2 separate regions of the Sus scrofa genome follow, and region 1 is linked to region 2. Evidence: chromatin contacts called from public HiChIP or PLAC-seq data. All regions are on one chromosome and are shown on one strand. Each heading gives the region's core, a stretch centred on a gene start, on an enhancer-like site or on the middle of the called end of the contact. The rest is flanking DNA. Distances are from core to core; before and after follow the strand shown.

The links. HiChIP or PLAC-seq counts read pairs in DNA pulled down with a chosen protein or histone mark.
Region 1: an H3K27ac HiChIP or PLAC-seq map of skeletal muscle shows a contact between it and region 2, with 12 times the contacts expected there. The contact joins two enhancer-like sites. A contact is called at or near these places in 6 of 47 Hi-C or Micro-C datasets (embryonic fibroblasts, epiblast stem cells, fibroblasts and 2 more) and 1 of 2 datasets of contacts at active chromatin or transcription factors (skeletal muscle).

The regions. Positions count from the first base shown.
Region 1 is chr6:169,954,584-169,959,222 of Sscrofa11.1, reverse strand. All of the region lies in intron 2 of LOC102166622, which reads left to right. Among named protein-coding and RNA genes, the nearest start is that of SCMH1, 43 kb to the left of the region's middle. Within about 2 kb of position 2,337, at least 5 of the 83 cell types and tissues checked have an H3K27ac peak or open chromatin away from gene starts, as enhancers often do. A contact at or near this core is called in skeletal muscle, where this site is marked.
Region 2 is chr6:169,814,608-169,819,260 of Sscrofa11.1, reverse strand. No RefSeq gene overlaps it. Among named protein-coding and RNA genes, the nearest start is that of FOXO6, 63 kb to the left of the region's middle. Within about 2 kb of position 2,245, at least 4 of the 83 cell types and tissues checked have an H3K27ac peak or open chromatin away from gene starts, as enhancers often do. A contact at or near this core is called in skeletal muscle, where this site is marked.

The DNA of each region.
Region 1 (4,639 bases), core at 1,088-3,587, 140 kb before region 2:
GGTATGTGCAGTGCAGCACCTGTTCTATCATCCAGGCGAGGAAGCCGAAGGCCAGAGCGGAGGGGGCTTGCCGGGGTTCCCTGGGAGTCAGGGACAGGGCAGGTGCCAGCTGGCAGGCCCCTCTGCTGACGAAATGCTTCCCGTTAGGACGGCCGATGAAAGCATGTAGTGCCGCCCCCTCTGGTGGCCTCCACGGGGCTGGCCCTCCTGCCTCTGCCTCCATAGGTGTCCTCAGGAAAAGCTGGGAGAGCGGCCGTTCGCTCTTCTTGTGAGGAGCTGGGTCCTGCGGAGCAGGAGGACACCGTCCGAGGGGCAGGAGGCTGGATGTAGGGGCAGCCCAGTCACTGCCTTGGGCTCACGCCTCTTCCCTTCCCGACCTCTGTGCTCTTATCTGTAAAGCAGGGTGGGAAAGCCAGCGAAGGTTGGGCTGGCTGTCGCCAAGGTCAGGTTCTGGCTTGGACATTCCGAGTTGCACTTCTGTCGTCGGGGAACAGGTGGGGGAGGAAGGGCTTCAGTTCTCTCATCTGAGAGACACGGAGGGAGTGGACTGCACGATGTGTCATCCTGGCTCTGACACGCAGCTTGGCAAGGATGAGAGACGGCCCCGGAGGCCACGAGCATCCCCTGGAGATGCCAGCACAGGCGGACCACCCATCCTGGGAGGTGCAGGCCAGCCTCCCTCGATGGCCCCCGGGAAAGGCCGGGCAGGGGGAGAGGCTGGGCAGGGGGAAAGGCCAGGCAGGGGGAGAGCAGGGCCGCCTGGCAAGAGCGGTCTCCTTCGGAGCCCAAGGAGCTCTTCCTCCCCCTCCAAGAGCTGAACCCCGTCGGCACAGCCGAAGGGCGCTCCTTCCCAGGCTCGATTACGAACTCTCTGCCTCCCTGGCCAGACAAGCCTCTCAGTGGCCTTGGGCTCCTTCCAAAATCAAAGCTTCCTTCAAAGGAAGCAGGCGATTCACCGCAGAAGCGATTCGGAGAATGACAGCTGGGGGAAAGTCTGAGGGGTCGAGGAGACACTGGCTTAGTGTCAGCCAGGCACGAACAGGCCCTGCCCGCCATTAGCTCCTGTAATCCCGTCCACCCCATTCTGAGTATGAGAAGCCACCGTTTTCAGAGGAAGAACCATTGTAGACACGAGCTCTTTTTCCCGCAGTTGCACAGCTAGTGGACGGAGGAGCTGGGGTCCCATCCAGCACCCCTGCCCCCCTTGAACACACCAAAGAATAGCAGAGCAAGGCTCAGGAGCCTGGATTCTGGCCCCAGCCTTGCAGCCAAACGGTTACCTGATGGATAAGCTTGATAGCACTTTATAGTTTCCAAGTGCTAAGCACGCAGTGTCTTATTGGATTCTCAGATCAGCCCATCCGACAGATGAGGAAACTGAGGCTTTCAGGGGTCTGACACCTCCCCAGTCCTACCCAACTGCAGGCACGAGTGGCTGGACTGGCTTTTGAATCCCGTCTTTTTTTTTTTTTTTTTTTTTTTTTTTTTTTTTTTTTTTTTTTTTTTTTTTTTTTTTTTTTTTTTTTTGTTTTTTGTTTTTTGGCCTCCTGCGGCTATGAGTCCGGCTGGTCATGAGCTGACCACCTCACCAGGCCACAGCTCGGATCGAGCCGTCTGCACTACCACAGTCACCAACGGATCTTAACCATGAGCAGGCAGGACGAACCGCCTCTGGTCTAGTCGATTCGTTACCACTCCCACGCTCTGATCGTCTTTGACCCAGAGTTTGTACAACTCACAAAGAAAGCTGGTGCTTCACCAAGCCAAGCCTCTTCTCTTGAATTCATTCTCCGGTCGGTGAAAATAAAGGGCTGGATTAAATCTGTAGGCAAATCAGTAGTTCCCAGCCCTTTCATTTTCTTTTGATGTGAAATTCATAGACACTCTGATAACTTAAAATATTGTCAAGCAGGGGACACTTAAAAAAAAACATTTTCACCTTCAAAAAGCTAGGAGGATAGAACCTCAGAGGAGCAGGGAGACCAAAAAATAGTAACTGAGAACAGAATTCCTCTAAGGAATTAACTACGTTTCGCTTCGTATAACCCCCTAAGGAGCCCTTGGAGTTGGATCCACTGGCTCCCTGGGGCTGGCTGGAGTGGCCAGAGGGGAAAAGGAGCCAGAATAATTCTCCGCCAAAGAACTGATTTGCACTGGGGCCTTTGGAAGCACGAGCAAGTTAGTGGCACGAAGAGGACAGGCTGAACGGAGAAGTCCAGGCACAGAGCAGGGGACGCAAGTCCCAGAGACCACTCGTGAGAGCTCCCCATGTGGGAGGCAGAAAAATGACCAAAGGCCCCCGAGGAGAGGGAGAGCTAGTATTCAATTTCAACCAGCAGGTGTCTGCTTTCCTGTGCCAGTCATCCAGCTGAAAGGCCAGATCTCCCAGCAGAGAGCTCCTGCTCACTTCAAGGAACTGGCTGTTAAAGGTTGGGTGCCCTGGTCAGGGATCGTTGGAGTCCGGCAGACCTGGGTTTGAGGCCCTGCTCCATCACCTGGAAGTTACATGCCTGCCCTAAGCTGCAGTTTCTTTCTCTGTGCAATGGATATTATATTCCCTGCCTTGGAGGTTGATATGAAGCATACGTGGGACCATGAATCTAGCCTAGTCCTTGCTACTCAAGCCCTCCATAATTAGCCACTTGGCTGCCTGCTATTGCTAACCATGGTTATTTGGCTATTCACAATTTTATGTACTATGGCAAGCTTGTTAGAGGTTTTTGTTGTGGGGGGGAGGCTGGCTTTGCCGCTCTTCAGTCAAGCCAGGATCAAGCAGGAGTATCATCTGGAAAGGGAGGGAGGAGATCACCTCCTGCCCCCACACCCCGGCCCTTCCTGCTTTTTCAAGGCTGAGTGCTGTCTGTGTCTGAGAATCAGCTCCCTTGCAAATGACAGCATCTCCTTCCAGGGCCGAGCCCAGAGGGCAGGGTTCCTGCCAAGGACAGGCTGAGGGCTGTGGGGAGAGGGAGGAGGCAGAGAAGATGGGAATGAGCAGGAGGAGATGTGAGGAGGAAGAAGAGCTTCCAGGACCGACAGTCAATCACAGGGGCGGAGAGAGGATGTGGGCTTGCACGCATGCTTGGATACGCGACCACACTCGTGCACCAGGTAGCAGGTGCGTGTGGGTTGCGTGTCTGGGCGTGACTGTGTTTGAATGAGTGTGTGGACACGTCAAGGTATGAGCATATCAGCGTGTGACTCTGCTTGTGAGGGGCTGGCTGTGTATGTGTGTGTGAGCAGTTCACATGCACGTGTGCCTTGGGTCAGCGTGGGCGGGCTGGGCCGGAGAACGGGGTTGACCGTGACTCCCTGAGGGTCGGAGGAGGCTCTGCCCTGGAAGAGAACCTGAGCAGGGCTGTGAGGTGGGGGCTGACACATGGGATGTCTGAAAGGGGAGACTGGGCAGCTTTCTGCAGGAGCCCCTGACTCCCCGACTCACCCCACCCCGCAACTGCCTGTGTTCTCTCCTGGTCTGTACCGGCGCGGCACCCCCGGCACCCTCAGCACCCCTCCTGCCGGCTGCTGGCCTCCAGGGTGGGGCGGGAGGAGACAGGGCGGGAGGGGAGGGGAGCGGTGACCAGCCTCGCGCCCCAGCCCTCGGTGCTGCTGGGGAAACATCCTCCTCCCGCCCCCACCCCCCCCAGCCGCCGTGATTCCTGCTGCGAGGGAGAGAGGAGCCCTCCGTTGCCATGGCAACGTAGCAGCCCTGCTTCTCAGCCTGAGCCCAGGCTCCTCCGAGCCGAGCCGTGGAGGGAGTGGGAAGAAAGCCCCTCCTGGGCATCTGAGCCCCCACCACGTGCCTCACCTCTCCGCTCCCCACCCTGTGTCCCTGGTGCCTCTCTGGTGCTCCCGACCCCACGGGGATGCCCGAAGTGCTCACCTGCCCCCAGGCCTGGGGACCTGTCCTGTCTGCACAAGACGGAGCACGAGCTCCGGAGAGTGACAGGCTGGGGCTGAGTTCCAGTCTTTGCTTATAAAACGGTCCTAACGGTACCAGCTCCCGGGGCTCTTGTGAGCAGCATTTAAAGCAGTGCTCGCGGAAGTGCTGTGTGAATTCAGAGTGTGGGTCAGAGTGGGCCCCTGTGGAGTTTGGATTGGCCCAGCCTCGTCCAAGGGGTGGCCTGTCCCTTGCAACTCCATCCTCGTCCTCCCTCCCACAGAAACGCACGTGGGCTCGGGGAGGTGCACACGGGGCTGCTGGGGCAGGGGCTCTCCAGCAGCAAAAAATCGGCAACAACCCCGCGGTCCATCCACAGAGAGGTGGTGGAGTAAATCACGGTGCGTCCGGTCTTCCAGCCCTCGGAAGGGAGTCCGCGAGGGCTGACGTGGCACAATCGCCCGTCAGGTTGCCAAGTCAGAGGAATCAAGTCGAACAATAGGTGTGTGGTGATCCCACCGATTACGCCCTGTTGTTGGCGCGTGACCAAGTGTTGATGTGTAAACGCCTGGAAGGGCTTCAGAGGTCAGACTGCTGGCCGTGGTTCCTTCGAGGAGGGCTGGGGCTGGGGAGGGGGCAGTGAGGGGGAGTTTGACTTCTCCTCCCCCCCACCCCCGCCTCCCCGTCCTTCTTTTCTTTTGAGGGCTGCACGCTCAGCAAAGGCAAGTTCCCAGGCTGGGGGGTCAACGTGGGGCTGCAGCT
Region 2 (4,653 bases), core at 996-3,495:
GCGGGTCCTTGCTCAGGGACAGAGGGGGCTGGGGATACCACCGGGTCTAAGCTCTTTGGGCTCTTGGTAAGCCCCAGCCGCTCTCCCACCTGCTTCCAGGCGCTGTGTCTCATTTTATCCTCCCCCTGCCCTGCAGTGATCTCCGTCTTACAGATGAGAAAGGTGGCTCAGACTCGACCGCCACATCCGAACTTCCTTCTCTAAACCACCTGCCGCAGATGCCCTGCAGTCCGCCATCCACGATGCCCATTCTTTGGGACTATTTATTTGTCTAACAAATACTTATTCACCTGACCTGTGGGGAGCGACCTACAGGAAACACGCGGATCAAGGATTCCCTTGAACCTGCCCAGCCTGATGGGGCCATTTTACAGTCGGGGAGGGAGACGGAGGCTCGGAGAGAGAGTGTGCACACCCCAAGTCACAGGTGCGAGCCCGCAGTATGCGGGAGAGCTGACCTGCCGTGAGCATCTCAGGGTGGCTGCTCCGTGTCACTGTGGGGGCTGAGTCAGTCCCGGGACAGGAGCAGAAGACCGTGGACCCTTCCAGGTGAGGCCACGGTGGGTAGAGGCTAGAGGCACTGCGCAGGTGTGATTCCAGAATTCCAGGAGCCAATACATGGGGGCCGGGAGCCCTGCAGGAAAGAGGTGTCTGAACACAGATACGGGCATGGCCAGGAGCGGGGTGGGGTGGGTGGGTTCTGTACCTGTGTGCCCAGGCATCAGGGTGTCTTGCAGCTCATGCCTAAAGGGTGTGGGGGCTGAGGGGGTGATAAACGTTGCAGGAAGCCGGAAGGATGGGCCGAGGAGCCTGGGCCTTATCGTGGCGGCAGCTGGAGAAGGGGCGCAACCTCCAGCCGTCTTGTCCTTCCACCCACAGGCCTTCTGAGCATCTGCCCTGTGCTGGGCACTGCCAGCACTCGGCACAGCCCAGCTGCGGCTCTCAGGTGGCTTTCAGTCCAGCCCCATGAGCACAACAGATCAGCTTAGAGAGGGTCCCTCACTTCTTTGTTTTTTTCTTTTCTTATCGTTTCTTTTTTCTTTCTTAATGGCTGCACCTGCGGCATCTGGAAGTCCCCAGGCCAGGGGCTGAATCCAAGCCGCCCCTGCAGCAATGCCAGACCCTTAACCCACTGCACTGGGCTGGGGATCAAACCCGCGTCTCCGCAGCTACCTAAGCTGCCGTAGTTGGATTCTTAAGCCACAGCGGGAACTCGAGGCCTCTCACTTCTAATCTGTGGTGCTAGAGGCTCCTGCCCTGGGCGGGCCGGGAGGTTGGAAGGGCCAGGAGCTGTGGCCTTTCCTGGGTGAAGAGGACCGAGATGGAGAGAAGCCGGTGGAGAAGTCTATGGAGGAGTTGCTGCTGGGAGGGAAGGCTCGAACTCAGGGCGGGCAGGGGGTCTGAAGAGACCCAGGGGATAAAGCCTTAAAGACCTGGGGCGGCTCCGGGATCCCAGGCATTTGTCTCAGGAAGAAGCCCCACCCCCGCTCCCCCCAGGAAGGCGTGGATCCAGGGCACTGGCCACATCCGCACATGGCCCAGCTCCCCATCCACCAGGGATGGGAAGAAGCACCCGTGTCTGCACTTCGTGGGTCCCCAGGGGACCCGACTTGGTCAGGCTGCAGACCAGGATCGGGGCATCACGGCTCCAAGTTCTTTCCACCATTTGGCCTCTGTGATTCTAGACCTGGAGAGGCTCTGGGATGGAAGCGTTCTTTCAGCTCGCAGCTCGCTCCTCCTTTGACCTGGAGAAGCCAAGTTCCAGAGCGGGGAAGGCACTGGTGCTGGCCTCACAGCCAGCTCACAGTCCGTGCTGTAACCAGAACCGAGTCCGGGCTGCCCGGCCAAGGTCCCGGCCCCGAGAGGCTGACTCGGTCATGCGGCAGGAATTCCCAGCTGTCAGGGACCTTGGGAGAGACGGGTGGGGCCTGCGGGTGGGCCCACGGGGAGCCTGGCAGCTGTGGGTGGGCCCACCCGCCCTGCAGGTGCCCCGGGTCTTGGGCTTGGTTGGAGACCCCTGCCATCTCAGGCTGCTGGCTGCTCAGGCTCATCTCCTGCCCCCTGCAGCCCAGAAAGGAGCCCCTGGGGGGCACTCCCAGCCACAGGGGCAGGGGCCGATCCCTGGCTCTGGCCCCTGGGAGGCTCTGCTGGGAGCTGTCACGTGGGCGTGCCACCCTCAAAGCCCTGCCTTCAGGGTCTCACCAGGATGTGAGGGGAGGGGCACAGGCTCAGCTGTCGAGGTCACTGGTCACCAGAGAACAGAGTGAAGGTGAAGCCTCCACTGCCAGCCTGGGCACTGCCCTCACTGACCCCTGTGGGCTCTGGCCCTCTCCCAAGGCAGTAGCTTGCGTCTGACCTCACCGCTGCTCTGGCGTGCCCCTCCCCGCTTCCCCCCCAGTTCCTCCCCCTGCCCTGGTGACTCCCCTTCCATCCTGACCCCAGGGGACAAGCACACGGTTTGAGCCACAGCTCCTGCTCCCCTCACGCCTTCCTCCTGCCACCACAGCTCCCGAGCTCTGTGACCTTGGCCGAGTTGCTAGACCTCTCCGAGGTTTGCAACCTTATCTGCAAAGCGGGAGTCATAGACCCTAGCTCCTGAATGGATCTCCCTGCCCCCACCAGCCTTTTTTAGGGCCACACCCACAGTACCTGGAAGTTCCTGGGGCTAAGGGTTGAATTAGAGCTGCAGCGGCCAGCCTACACCACAGCCAAGGCAACGCCAGATCCAAGCTGCACCTGCAACCTCCACTGCAGCTTGCGGCAACACCAGATCCTTAACCCCTGAGGGAGGCCAGGGGTCGAACCTGCATCCTCACGGATGCTAGTCGGGTTCTTAACCCCCCGAGCCACAATGGGAACTCCTGAACGGATCTTTAAACCGTCTAACGTGGGATGAACGTACCCTGTGGGAGGCACTGTGCGGGGGTTTTTCACCTGTTATCCTACCTAATTGCCTGGGGCAGCTACCATCATCACTTATTTTGTAGATAAGGAAACTGAAGCTCAGAGAGAGGGTATTTGCGTGTTTCCAACTGTCCATCTATACATACAGAGCTGAGATTTGGGGCTTCAGGATATGCGCTCCTCGCTAGGGCGTTGGGGGTGCAGGGCCATGGGCAGGGGTGTGACCTTGCCAAGCAGGGGGGTAAGGGACCAGCCAGGGTCACATGCACCTGTACAAGTTAAGATGCTGCGTTTTGGAGCCAGGCCTCAGTCTCCTCATCTGTAGAATGGGGACAGTGGGCAGTGATGGGTAAAAGGGCAGAGCCTAGGACCGTATCCAGCCTCCCACAGGCCCGCCCACCCAACGCAGGGCCTTTTGGGTTTTGCTTCGGTTGCGGTTGGTCACGAGACGGTTACGTAACACGAGAAAATATTGGTGAGTTTAATCCTGTTTTTCCTGCAACCACTATCTCTGCCCAGGACATGAAAATGGCTGCACACACATCATGTGAAGTCCCTGCCCCGGTCCTGAACTTACCCCCCTCCTGAGGGATACGTCGATAGTAACCCCCCAGGAAGAAACCACAGCTCAGAGTGGGGCGCGGCCTGGCCCAGATCGCCCGGCCCGGGTGGCAGAGGTCCTGCCCTGCCTCACCCCCCACGGCCTTCCCTCTCCCAGGGCCTGAAGGGAGGGCGAGGCTGGCCCCCCGCAGCCGCTGTCTTGGCTGGCATTCCCAAGTGCTCCCACCCAGGTTGCCACCGCGTGGCTGCGGGGATGACCTCTGCAGATTCTAACTCACCCTAACTGACCCCGCAAAGAATCCTCCCAGCTCCTGGGTTTTTACGGCTTCTTGGACTTCTATTCTGGCTTAAGAGAAATCCTGCATTTATGCCAAACATGCAAGCGTTATAAATCGATGCTGCTCTGATTAAGTGCAAAAAGGCCCCAGTGCTGAGTGGCCAGGGCTGCAGCACTCCCCACGTGGCTGGGGCCTGGGTCTGGACCTTCCCCAACCATCTCGTAGAGGAGGCGCGAGGGCCCTGGAGGCTGCAGCCTCAGCCGCGCCCTGTGGTTGAGCGCTGGGCTGCAGTACCTCACAGGCTTTCGGTAAAACGGCCCACCGTCCAGACGCTGGTCACTGGTCCGAAGACCACTCAGCCAGGAATATGAAGTTGAGGGCAGAGCGGAGCCGAAGCGCCCGTCTTGGTGACGGCAAGTCTGAGGCTCTTGGGGGATCTCCAGGAGAGAGAGCTTGGCCCGGAGGCTCATCAGCTGTCCGTCCTGGACAGCTCACTTACCCCCTCTCGGCCTCGGTACCCCATCTGCAAAATGGGGATGATAATAATACCTCTTGGGGGGTTATCGCATCAGGATTAAGTGAGTTGCACGGGTAGGGCCTGGAAGCAGTTGGAGCCCTGGGCGTGGAGATTGGTGATGGTGAGTTTGGGAGCGTCGGTGCCCGAGAGGGTGTCGAGTGATCTAGCGGGGCCAGGAGAGCGCCACTCTGTGCGACAGGATGGCAGCGGGACCTACCAGGGGAGTGAGGAGTCTCCAGGAGGACCCCCTCCAGGGCGTGGGGCCACAGAGCTGAGAGCGGTGCGGGGAGCGGAGTGGTGAGCAGCACGCAGGCTGCGGGCACCTGGCTGGGTGAGAACTAAGTGACAGGCAAGAAGAGTCTGGGTGGAACGTGGCTCTGATGGCAGTGGGCA